2 separate regions of the Lactuca sativa genome follow, and region 2 is linked to region 1. The links are chromatin contacts, called in public Hi-C maps. All regions are on one chromosome and are shown on one strand. The core of a region is the stretch at or near the end of the contact, and the rest is flanking DNA. Distances in the headings are between cores, read along the strand shown.

The links. Hi-C and Micro-C count contacts between places; a contact is called where the count stands out from the background.
Region 2: a contact with region 1 is called in a Hi-C map of leaf, with 4 times the contacts expected there. The contact joins the promoter of LOC111905184 here to the promoter of LOC111905183 in region 1. A contact is called at or near these places in 2 of 4 Hi-C or Micro-C datasets (leaf and seed).

The regions. Positions count from the first base shown.
Region 1 is chr5:10,451,536-10,458,289 of Lsat_Salinas_v11, forward strand. It overlaps LOC111905183 (calcium/calmodulin-regulated receptor-like kinase 1), which reads right to left and starts at 4,412. Exons shown (of 5, transcript XM_023900858.3): 1 at 4,181-4,412; 2 at 3,067-3,409; 3 at 2,622-2,988; 4 at 2,247-2,522; 5 at 1,500-2,105. The coding sequence starts at 3,383. The coding sequence ends at 1,767.
Region 2 is chr5:10,664,284-10,670,588 of Lsat_Salinas_v11, forward strand. It overlaps LOC111905184 (60S ribosomal protein L8), which reads right to left and starts at 2,671. Exons shown (of 2, transcript XM_023900860.3): 1 at 2,151-2,671; 2 at 1,554-2,054. The coding sequence starts at 2,590. The coding sequence ends at 1,715.

The DNA of each region.
Region 1 (6,754 bases), core at 3,162-5,661:
TTTGTGTATAAAATACAAATAAATATACTACTAGTAGCATATTTTGTACCCGAAAAGTAGCTCTAAATTCTCCAAACAAAAGTAATGGATTTTGGAATTGGAAAAGTGGATAGTGGTCCTAGATCCTTTAGAAATTTAGTACATGTTACTTGTTATGGACCCAAAGTTTTGGTTTGGTTTGTGGGTCTATGAATTAATTGAACCTCCACCTTTTATCGGAACAACTCGCTTGTTTAGATAAGGTTGTGTCCTATCTCTTTGTTCTTTGTTTGAACTTTTAGTCTGGTTAATTTGAAAGCATTCATGAAAAAATCTGATTGTAAAAGTTTTATTTAGAGAAATACGGATTTCTACTAAAAAAATACCATGCAAATATTACATGAAATACATAAGGGTTAATAAACTAGAAAGGTAACGAACTTTGGTTTTTGTTCATATTAAGGCAACCATGTTTTTTGTACACATTTGACTAATAAATTTGTTTGACCTATTCAAAATAAGGTAATTATACTGGTAATTAGCTATAACATTATCCTATTATGAAATGTCAAATAAGTTTATTGGTCAAATGTGTATGAAAAAAACATGATGTTGGTTCTTTATGTTCAAATATGTTCAGTGCAAGTTGTTATAAGATCCATTGATGTGACATGAAATTGGATTGTCCGGTCTTTGTGTATGAGGAGATGGTTAAGCCTTGGGCCAACCTAGTTTGGGCCCAATTAGTTAGGGGTTAGGCTATATAAGCTTAAAGGGCTAGGTTATATGTGTTTTAAAGACCTAACAACATAACCTAACTCATGACTAGTTGGGACTGAACTGGGTTAGACCAAGTCTAACCTAATTGTTCATTGACTGTCGGAGCCCGATCACAGGGCACAATCCCTGTCTTCCTAAGACGGTTCTTGTCCAATATTACGATTGGTCTAACCTAATTGTTCATTGACTGTCGGAGCCCGATCACAGGGCACAATCCCTGTCTTCCTAAGACGGTTCTTGTCCAATATTACGATTGGTCTAACCTAATTGTTCATTGACTGTCGGAGCCCGATCACAGGGCACAATCCCTGTCTTCCTAAGACGGTTCTTGTCCAATATTACGAAAACAGGTAAGAAACTTTGGTTTTTGTCCATATTTAAGTAACCATATTTTTTTTGTACACATTTGATCAATAAACTTGTTTGACATGTTCATAATAGGGTAATATTACCATAATTATTAGTCATATTACCCTATTTTGAACAGTCAAACAAGTTCAATGGTCAAATATGAATGAAAAAAATATGATTACCTAAATATGGACAAGGACCAAAGCTCGTTACCTTTCTACATCATTAACTACATCATTAACCTAACATGTAATAAAGTAGAAAAAAGGGCATGTAAATACTGTACAAAATGCTCAAACAAATAACAAAGAGTTAGGATATTGACTAGACTAATGCAACATCACTATAGAATCAACCTTATAAACCCAAATGTGGGTATAAATGTACAATAAGTGAAATTGCACTTCTATTTCCTAAATATCATTTTTCTGTCTTTACACAAAATTGGGATTACATCCACAACCAAATAGAGAAAGGTGAGACACGATTAGTTGTTACACAAGGGACTTCATTTGAACCCTAATTTCCTGAATCAAGACCACACCAAAACCCGAGCTATGTGCTTTAGGTCAAAATGGTCAAATATATTACACAACAAATAAAAAAACAAGACAGTTGAACAAAATCAAAAGAATTAAAAAGAAAAAAAAAAGTATTTAAACTTCAACTGAGTCGGGTATGCTGTCCATGGATTCGGCCCGATGGTGTTCACTATTCATTGAGTTTTGGCGAGCTGATTGACCGATGGTGATAGCAACTTCTGATGATGATAATGAGGAACGTCTTTTTTGATGCCTTTTGTTTTGTATTGTTTTTAAGATATGAGACAACACTTGTACATTGTCCCTCATTGATGGTCTTTTTCTCGGTGAACGGTTGACACATTTGTACGCGAGTGCCGCCACGTCATTCAATTCACGCTCATCAAAATTCCCGTCTAGACGCGAATCCGCTATTTCTTCCCATCCAACTTGCCCTTCCGTATTCAATGCCGCCTGTTTATCACAAACAATCACATCATTCCATTCCATTACTTTGCTTTTTTTTTTTTTTTTTTTCATTCCATTCTATTGTACCAATGGAATGGAATCACATATGAAGAAAATAAGAGAGAGAGAGAGGGAGAGAGATCTTACTAGCTCAACATACTCCATGAGACCTTGTTGAGGGTTTCTTCCTGCAATAAGCTCGAATAGTAATACGCCAAAGCTGTAAACGTCGCTTTTCTTGGTGAATGCACGTGATGAAATATATTCAGGATCTAAATACCCGAAAGTTCCTTGAATATTTGAGGCGTTTCTATTAATCATGTCTTCTCGAGAAAGCCCAAAATCAGCTACCCTAGCGCCCATCGATTCATCTAACAGGATGTTGGAAGATTTTATATCTCGGTGTATAACAGGAGGAACTGCCTGCAAATGTAATCAAAACATGTTTCTTTTTTTAGACCAATTTCACCATTTTACCCTCGTATTACAAAATCAAAATTAAGTTAAAAAGAAACAACTTACTCCATCGTGTAGATATTCTAATCCCCTTGCAACATCGAGAGCGATTTGAACCCTCAAATTCCAGCCTAAAAGTTCACGGTTTTCGTTGTACAAATGAGAAGAGAGACTCCCTTTGCTCATGTACACATATATGAGCATATGTTGTCCCTTTTCTGCACAATATCCTACCAAATTCACAAGGTTCCTGTGATGTAATCTTCCCAATAACATAACCTCCGTATGAAACTCTTTCTCGCCTTGTTTTGAATCAGTTGCGAGGACTTTAACAGCAACAGTTTCACCGGTTGTCATCTGAGCTTTGTAAACAGGTCCAAATGCACCTTGCCCTATTATTGACGTGAAATTACTTGTTGCTTTCTGTAGATCTCTGTTTTCATCCAGAAAAATAAAGGGAAAAGGGTAAGAAGATTGAAGTTGACAGAATAAAAAAAAAAGTTAGACTTACTTGTAAGAATATTCGAGGATTCCTGAAGCTGCAACCACGTGAGATTTTCTTGGTCCAGTAAACCAAAATGAAATGCCGTTGTGTATAGATGCTCTTGATGATGTCTCCGTACCCATTGATGAATCGGATAAAACTGTACAAGAATCTGCACCATTTGCGCGTATGGGGATGGTTGATGCTCTTCTGGAACTGCTGTTACCTATTTGAGATCGTTTCCTGTGAAACCTAAAGCAGAGTAGTCCAACAATGGCTAAAATTGCTCCGATTACCACCCCAATTGAAATACCGATGATCAGACCTGATGACTTCGCTTTCATCTCTTTGATGTTTCCTACGCAAGCAACTAATTCATCAACAAAAGGGAAAAGTATTTGTTATAAATCTAGATTTCAACTATGGCCCAATTCACTGTTACTGGAAACACGGTTTTGAATTTTTCCAATATTAGAAAGCCAGATGCGGTTTTGTACTTTCTGGTCGAAGCTAACAATTATTCAGTAAAAATGGCTAAAATTGTGTGAAGCAATCAAACATGTAAAACGCCATCTTCACCAGCACAATAGGAATAAAAAGTAGAAAGAGATAAGTTGAAAAAAAAAATCAAAGTACAATCATCGATACAGATCTCTGAGAGGGAAGGAAAACGTAACATCGACCACTAAATTGGGCCAAGTTGAAGAAAAAACGAAGAAGGTTCGATGATTGCTCCATGTTCATACACACGATAAAACAGAAATTAAAGAAAAGAGAAAAGAAGAAGAAGAAGAAGAAGAAGAAGAATGGTTTTAGGAGCTAGAAATTAGGCCTACGCGAGTAACCGATGATGCTAAATCACAGTAGAAGAAAGTCGAAATCCTCCAAAAATATGGTACCAAAAATAGCATCGGTTGACGAAATTAATGTGCCTTTTACTTTTTTTTTAACAAAAAACATACACAGTAAGTTGATTGAGACAAGGCTAACGATGTCGTCCAGATCAAGCATGATGAACAGTCATTAACACATAAACTAGACGATTGTGACTCAGATTACATAGAAGACAAGTATAGTACTATCAAAATTACGTATAAACTGATTCTTAAACAAATCATTAGAAGTTTGGTTGACGATTTACCTGTTGATACGATCGATGATTGAACTGAAAAACCGTTACATTGCTGAAGAATTCGGAGGGGAAATGGAGAGAGAAACTTCGGGTATCAGAACAATAGTTCTTTTCCATGTTCGAAGACTAATTTGAAGAGACATTAATCCAAAATATACTGCAAATGGAGGAATTTTATGAATATTTTTCTTGTGGGATTAAATAAGAAAAGCGGACTGGTCGCCGTTTTGTTGCAAATGGAACAGCGTGTGATGCCGTGTTTCAGGGTTTATTGCGAATGATTTCCTTCTTACGTCATCGAATATTAACATGGTTTGACGATTATGCCCTCAAGTCATCCACCCTACTTCCTGTTTTTTTGTTTAAATTAACCAGAAAAATTACATAAAAATAAATACTATGAGAAATTAAAAAAAAAAACTGTACATACTTTGAATTTATTATTTAAAAAGACCATAACTTAAAAAAGCTAAAAAAAAAAAAAAACTAGTTAGCAAACACAGCCTTAATCAACATTTTATTTAAATTTACCTTTGTGGTTATCTTTATATATATATATATATATATATATATATATATATATATATATATATATATATATATATATATATATATATATATATATATATATATATATATATATATATATATATATATATATATATATATTAGATAACCAAAATAAATTCAATCATGAATGAAATTGATCATAATCGTCGCACTTATATTAGATCATAGCAAATATATAGAAAGTGAAAATTTTCAATTTCCAAAAAAAGACAATATTAGTGATGCAAAATAATTTTAAAATGATCCTCGAGCTTTGAGTTTAAACTTAAAAGTGCTCAACAACTTTGAACATAAACATACCCCTCCATTGACAATCCCCAAAACCCGTTATCGAGTTGTAAAATTAATACATTTTCTAATATAAGGTTGAATTTCAAGAAATAACTTTATGATATTCTAATTGTCGTGTACTGAAGTTATTTACGTTTTATACTAATATATTTTTAGTTTCACGGCTTCATCATCAATTAATTACCTTGTTCACAAAAGCCTTACCTTGTTACCAAAATATATAAAATATAGATTAAAATATTGATTGGATTTATAAGTCAAGTAAACAAGTGATGTTGGAACATGCATATAAACTATGGAAAATTTGTAATGACCAGTTTTATTATTTTTTTAATTAACTGATTATGATTAATGATTGTACTATTATTAAATATTAAAAATAATAAGATGATGATTGGTTGTAAGAAAAATAATTATTATGATAAATATAAATCATCTAACCATCCTCTCATTACAACAAGATACTTCAAATCACAACAATCACTTGTAAAATTGCATATCCAAAATCAAATACACCTTTGTAATTTTTGGATAATACTATTTATCATTTCTTTGGAATAAGTTGAAATTCAGACTTTATATTTAAACAATCTGTATTATGAACTAATCACAAATTATTTAGTATTAACAAACAAATGAATAGACAAATAATATTTATGATTAAATATCCAAAACGCTTTAAAAAACAACCAACTCTCTCAATTTTGAGTTAAAGAAACAAAATGAAAAACTTTTTTTTTTCGAAAAATTTCTTCCTATGTTAAAAAAGGAAAACACATGTATCTTGCTGACAAATAATTTTTTTTCATACTGAAAAAGAAAAAGTTGTTGATCATGCTAGATGCATTCAACTCATTTTGAAAAACTAGACCTCTTCTCACCTTAATGTCACAATAATTATTAATGCTCACATTTCAGATCGGTGTGAGAAAATTCTTGGAGGCGATATATAATGTGTTGTTTCTTTAACCAAAGTTGGTGAGACCAAACAAACCTTCTACAAAGCTGACTGTTTAAAAGAAGTTTTTAAAAATAGATTTGCGAGTTCTTATTTTATAAATCAAACTTTAATTGATACCTGTTGCTCCATTGATTCTAACGGCATCACCAATGTGTTTCTCAATTATCTGTTGTTGATCCCTCTCATCAACCTTTTCACTGTGAGTATGTTCTTCCCTCCATTAAAATTTTGCTAAAATTTCCTATCTGTAATGGTGAAGTTTATTTGGTAAAAAAAATTCTTAACATTTTTCCTCAGTGATCTGTTAGCAATTCTGAACTTGAAGATCAATCAAAGTCCCCTACTTCTAATGAATGGTTCATGAGACTCATGACAAGGTATCATCTACGCATACCATTGATGACATTCCTTGTTCCAGAACTAAAACAAAATCTCTTAAATCAAATTGTCAAAGTTCTTTGGATTCAACAGTTAAAAAGAAATCAAAATCTATTGTTAAAGGAAAGAATCATGGAATCAAAGTTTGTTATCGATATGGAGATACTTCTCATAAAGTCAGCGACCACACTTTTGAAAAGAACTTCGTTTGTGTTGATAACATCATAACTCGTACTAACAAGTGGATAAAAAGGGGAACTCGTTGAACTGTATCCCTTATGATCGTTACAATATCTTTTCTTCAATGACCTATTGCAAAATGGGTCAGTGTATATTGTGTGTGTGTGTATTTTTGTTTTGTTTTTTTTTGTAAGGGCTTATTG
Region 2 (6,305 bases), core at 1,421-3,920, 210 kb after region 1:
TTATCAATCTTATGAATCAAAGTAACGAAAGAAGACCTGCATCTTGGTGGAATTCTAGCATTTTGGAAAAAAAAAAAAAAAAAAAAAAAAAAAAAGTCAGCCACAAAATCTAGAATGTCTTCTTTAAGAATCTCAATAAACCTTTATAAACGACAAACTAAAATCATTCTGGTTTGGAGCATTATCATTGTCACATGATCAAACAACTTTTTTGACCTCCTCAATCATAACCATATGCTCAAGACTGAGATCATGAACATTCGAGAGAGCTTTAAACCGAGAGCTCTTCCCGACAACTTCAACATTTAAACTTTTTTTAAACTTCTCACGAAAATGATTTAAAAAGAGTGATTTCACAAGCGTTAGATTCATAACCCACTCTCCCTCATCTTTACCCCCCCCCCCCCCCCCCCCCCCCCAAAGAAAAAAAAATCACTCACATGTTTTCGTTTCTTATTAATAATGTCATGGAAATACTTGTTTTCATCACCCTCCATGCTCCAATTAATCTTGGTTTTTTAGAAAAGATCATTATTTTTTCTTTAAGTCATACAATTTTGTTTTTACAATCAATATTTCCTCTGTTTCTTGATCTGACACGACACCATGATCAATGTTTTTGTTAATTTCATTAAGACGACTCGACGGTCTATCTTTTTCTTGGTTTCTTTTAGCTTTGACTTCACACCATCACTTTCTTAAATATCCTCTAGGCCCTTTGTCCAGCTCTCCACCCGATCTACGGTCCAAAAAGCCTTCACCACCTCATCAAAATATATTCTATCTTCCATGAATTATAAAATCTAAACGGATGCAGACCATAATCGGAAGCTTGTTGGGATAACCAAATCAGTCTATGATAGAACCAATCAGATCCAACACAGTAGCATGCAAGTATGGATGATGAATTATTATGTCTTCAGTCAATAAAAGTCGATAAGAAACGATCAAGCTTATTAGACTTAGCTCCATTTGAACTTACTCTATTGAAGGAAAAAACACTCATAGGAATATCACATAGACCCACCTCTTAAGTAAAAGAGTTAAAATCATCATCAATTCCTTGAGAAAAATTTCAACCCAATCTCTCACCTTGATTTCAAGTGGCATTACACCAAAAATCATGGTTTCAAGTGGCATTAAAGTCACCAAAAATCATGTCAGAACCAACATTAGGATTCATAATTGAAAGAAGAAAACTCCATATGTATCGTTTTTAGCATCCTCCTATGGAGGCATAAACATTGACCGTGAAACAATTCAATATAGATACCACTCATCCCCCTGCACAATGACAGCATACTCCGTACAAGTAATTTTCTTCTTAAGTTTATAAGTATAATTAGGTTGAATATGAAGTAATAGATATCCATATGGTTAATTTATGGTTTTGTGCATAAAAGTCGGGTTATAAAACTCGTACATCTAAGCATGGATGATCACTATCCAAGAAAACAGAGGGGGGTTAGATTATGCATGCTAATGATTTTTACCAAAGCAAGAGAGCCAATATGTCATAATATTTGCTAAATTTTAGTTTTAAGCAACGTCGATTGTTATAAGACATGATTAAGTTACTCATGAGAATGTAAAACAGACATCAAGAATATGTAGACTAACCTTCAAGAGTCAAATTTCAAACAAAACTGAACCATGATAAACTCGCAGCAACAAACCAACATAACAGTATTCTGAAACAAAAATATCAAAAAACCTATTTATCAGCCTTAGCAGCAGTAGCTGCAGCTTGACCTCTGAGACGCCCAGTTCTTCTGGCGGCGATAAGACCAACCTTTTGACCAGGTGGTGCATCACGGCGAACCGTACTTGCATGACCAATGTGTTGATGGTTACCACCACCATGGGGATGCTCCACTGGATTCATGGCAACACCTCTAACCTTAGGCCAGCAGTTTCTCTTCACACGGAATTTATGGTATGCGTTACCAGCTTTCAGCATAGGCTTCTCAGTACGCCCTCCTCCGGCAACCTGACCGATCATAGCACGACATCCACTCGGCACGATCTTCTTTGCTCCTGATGGCAGCTTCACCCTAAACAATCGATTAAGGATAAATAATTGGAATGTATAAAGCATAAATCAACCGAGGATTCAAGTTCTATATGTTTATGTATGAGGAATTCCATACCTAGTGGTGCCGTTATCGGGATTGTGACTAATAACGATGGCGTAATCACCGGAAGCTCTGGCGAACGAACCACGGTCACCGACATGATGTTCTACGTTGCAAACGACAGCTCCCTCAGGGATAGATCTGAGAGGAAGGACGTTTCCAACCATCAAATTCGCTTTCTTCCCACAGAAAACGAACTGGCCGGTGTACATGCCCTCAGCGGCGACAAACAGCTCCTTCTGGTGCTTGTAGCGGAAAGGATGACGGAATGTGACGCGAGCCAGAGGAGCACCACGGCCGGGATCGTGGATGATTTCGGTGATGACACCCTTGAGGTAACCATTGCGTTCGCCAAAGTCGAGGCTGCGGAACCTGGCAGGCCCCTTCCGGTGGTGGGTATGGGACTTGAAGACCGACCCTGCTCCCTTACGCTGTGCCCTAATCACACGTCCCATTTCTGATTCTCTCTTACCTCTCTCTCTCTCTCTCACGCACACACTCGGTGGCTAGGGTTTGGGGACGACGGCGGGTTCTTGGGAGTGAAGATCCTGATATAGGGTTTGGCAATCGACAGTATGAAATAATATGGGCCGAGTTCTGTTGTATGGATAATTTAGATGGGCCGATTTATGGGCCTTTGTATCAACCTCGGCCATTTTATTATTTATAGTTTGTTGAAATGATTTGTTGAGTTTGATACATTTAAAAAAGAAAGGGGGCTAACATTAGCCTTTTCTTTTTATCCTTATGCGTATTACTAGTAATTTTATTTGGAATAATGACTTGAAAGGGTAATGTATTTTTCGATTTGTACACATTTAGTCATTGATTTTTTTTTCGTTTACATTTACCTCTTTAACTTGTTAAACTGTACACATTCAGTCCTTATGACCGGCTACTCTACGTTAGCCGGTAAAAATGACTTAATAGGGTAATATATTTCTTACTTTGTACATATTTAGTCCTTAATATGTTTGTACACATTTAGTCATTAATATATTTTTTTTTTGCAAAATAAGTTATTTTTGTTTTTGTACTCGATAAATACTTATGACTGATTTTTTTAGTTTTTTTCTCACGAAATCTTACGTGGGACATTCATTAATGAAGTGTTTGAGGCTTTTGATGTTTATGTCCATCATGATCTCAACTATTTGGTTGTTTAGGTCATGTATTTGGAATATCATAATTTCTTCATACGATCTCAGATTTTAACGATTTTTATATCCATGTAAACGATCTTTATATCCATGCGAACGATCTTTATATCCATACGATCTCGTATTTTCGATTTTTTTCGTTTATAGCTATTTTCATATACCAGCAACACCTATTTCATCTCGGTAACACCAGCTATGTATTCTTGCGTCTGCCCATGTCCATATTTTTTTATGAATGCATGTATGAATGTTTTTTTATAAAATCGTAAGTACAAATATATTACATTTTAATGGGAATAATCTTAATGAAAAATTGAACATGTGGATATAAAGATCGTTAAAATCTGATATCGTATGAAGAAGTTACGACATTCAGAATACAAGACCTGAGTCAAACCACAAGACCCACACAACCAAGCAGTCGAGGTCATGTTAGACATAAACATCAACAACCCCAAACAACTCATTAATAATTGTCTCACGTAAGATGTCATGAGAAAAACCTAAAGAAATCATTCATAAGTACTGAATGAGTACAAAAAAGAGTAAATTACACGAATAGTCCCTATGGTTTACGATAATTTGCACGTTTAGTCCCTAACTTATTTTTTTAACTCGGAAGGTCCCTACTTTTTGTTTTTATTACGCGTTTGGTCCCTGTCTTACCTAAAAAGACTATTTTGCCATTGATTTTTTGATTTATTTAAATAAACACACCCCCAATGTCACCCCCTTCGCCTTACCTTACCTACCCCACCATTTTTACCTATTTAAATAATAATCTTTTTAAGTAAGATAGGGACGAAACATGTAACAAAAACAAACAGTAGGGATCAAGCGCGTAACAAAAACAAACAGTAGGGACCTTCCGAGTTAAAAAAAATAAGTTAGGGACCAAGCGTGCAAATTACCCCAAACCATAGGGACCATTCGTGTAATTTAATCGATAAAAAAGGACTAAATATGAACAAAAATATTAAGGACTAAATGTGTACAAAATGAAAAATATATTACCCTATTAAGTCATTTTTCCCGGCTGACCTGAAGTAACCGGTCATAAGGACTGAATATTTACAGTTTAACAAGTTAAAGGGGTAAATGTGGACGAAAAAAAATCAGTTACCAAATGTGTACAAATCGAAAAATACATTACCCTTTTAAGTCATTATCCCTTTTATTTTTGGAATTTATTGGCATGGTAGAAAGATAGTTGATTATAATATTCGATTTTTGTTGCAATGTTTGAGATTTATTAAATGTCCATATTATTGTTAGGAGTTTTGAAATCCATTATTTATTGTAATGATAGAGTTATATCGCATCGGATATCAAAATTTAAAAGGCATGAGGTAGGGGTAGGCGTGGGCAAAAAAACCAGTTTAGGAACCGAACCGGTTGGTGAATCGGAAACCGGTTTAGCCCTGAACCGGTTCACATAAGAACCGAACCCATAGTGAACCGAACCATTAGATGTTACCAGTTCGCATGTTTTACCCTGGAGACCGGTTTATTTTGAACCGGATTTCGAATGTGCCATTGGTGAACCGGTTTTGAACGGGTTTGGAATCGGTTTGAACCGGTTTATTTCTTTTCCTAACGGCTATATAGCCGTTTGAGGCTGTTCAAGACTCGATTTTTGCTCCTTTTTGACCATATTAACCATTCCTTATACTCTCTCTCTCTCTCTCTCTCTCTCTCTCTCTATATATATATATATATATATATATATATATATATATATATATATATATTACATGTTTAGGTCTCAGCTTTACGTTAACCAAACCTCAAAAAACCTCTCTTAGTTCAAAAACCGCAAACCTCTCTTAGTTCAAAAACCGCTCTTAATTCAAACAATGGATTCAGCTTCCGTTGGTGTTGGAGATTCATCAAACAATATTACCATTGTTAGCATCAAAGAAACAAATAGAAATCCGACTATTTTGTGCAACTACGATTTGTGTGTAATGTTGAACGGTATAAAAAAAGTGCGATTCAAGAAATGTGGTGCTTTTTTTTTAACGAAGATGGGAATTCGACATTGAAAACTCATATGACCAAAAGATGCCCCGCGGTGAAATTTGGGTTGGGACATAATCAAACAACAATGGCGAATGATGCAACATTGTGGAGTTACGATATGGCTAAAGTTCGAGATAGGATGACGGAGTTCGTGATTCAAGAATGTTTGTCTTTTGACCACTTCGACAACAAACGATTGACTTCACTCATTGAAGATACTCTCCAACCATGATATTGCCATGTGATTCGTATTTCTATTAGACGTGATTGTATTGAAATGTGAAAACTTGCAAAAAATGAATTGATTTTAGGATTTCAATCTTTAAAAACCGGTGTGAATTTAACTTGTGATTTTTGGACGGCTCCTCACGGTTCACCGGATGCGTACCTTTATGTTACCGCTCATTGGATTAATCCAACTAATTGGGTAATGATGAAGCGTACGATTACGTTTGAATTGTTTGAGTACCCACACACCGGTAGAAATTTATTTAAAATTTTAGATTGTGTGATCAAAACTTATAAACTTAAAGGAAAGATTTTTTTCTATATCTTTCGATAATGCTTCAAACAACACCATCGCGGTTGGACAACTAAAACTAAAATATAAAGCAATTTGCGATGATGTTTTTTTTCATAGTCGATGGGGGCATCCGGATCCAAGACATTGAAGTACTAGAAGGCACATCGTTGCATGCCGAAGCACGAGTACATGAGGAAGAAGTAGTGATGGGAATGTCAGTGCCACTCACCCTAGAAGAGATCGAGTATGAGAGAGGATTACGCAACGACATGGCGAATGACGAATAAATACAATGACTACGGACTTGGAATGAAGACTACGAAGACATCAATTTTTTATATTTGAAGATGTATTAGTTTGACAATTTGGATGTTTTGTGTTTTTATGTTTGAAGTTGTATTATGTACTAGATTACAACCCGTGGAAACCATGGGTAAAAAAGCAAAACAATATTTATAATTAAAA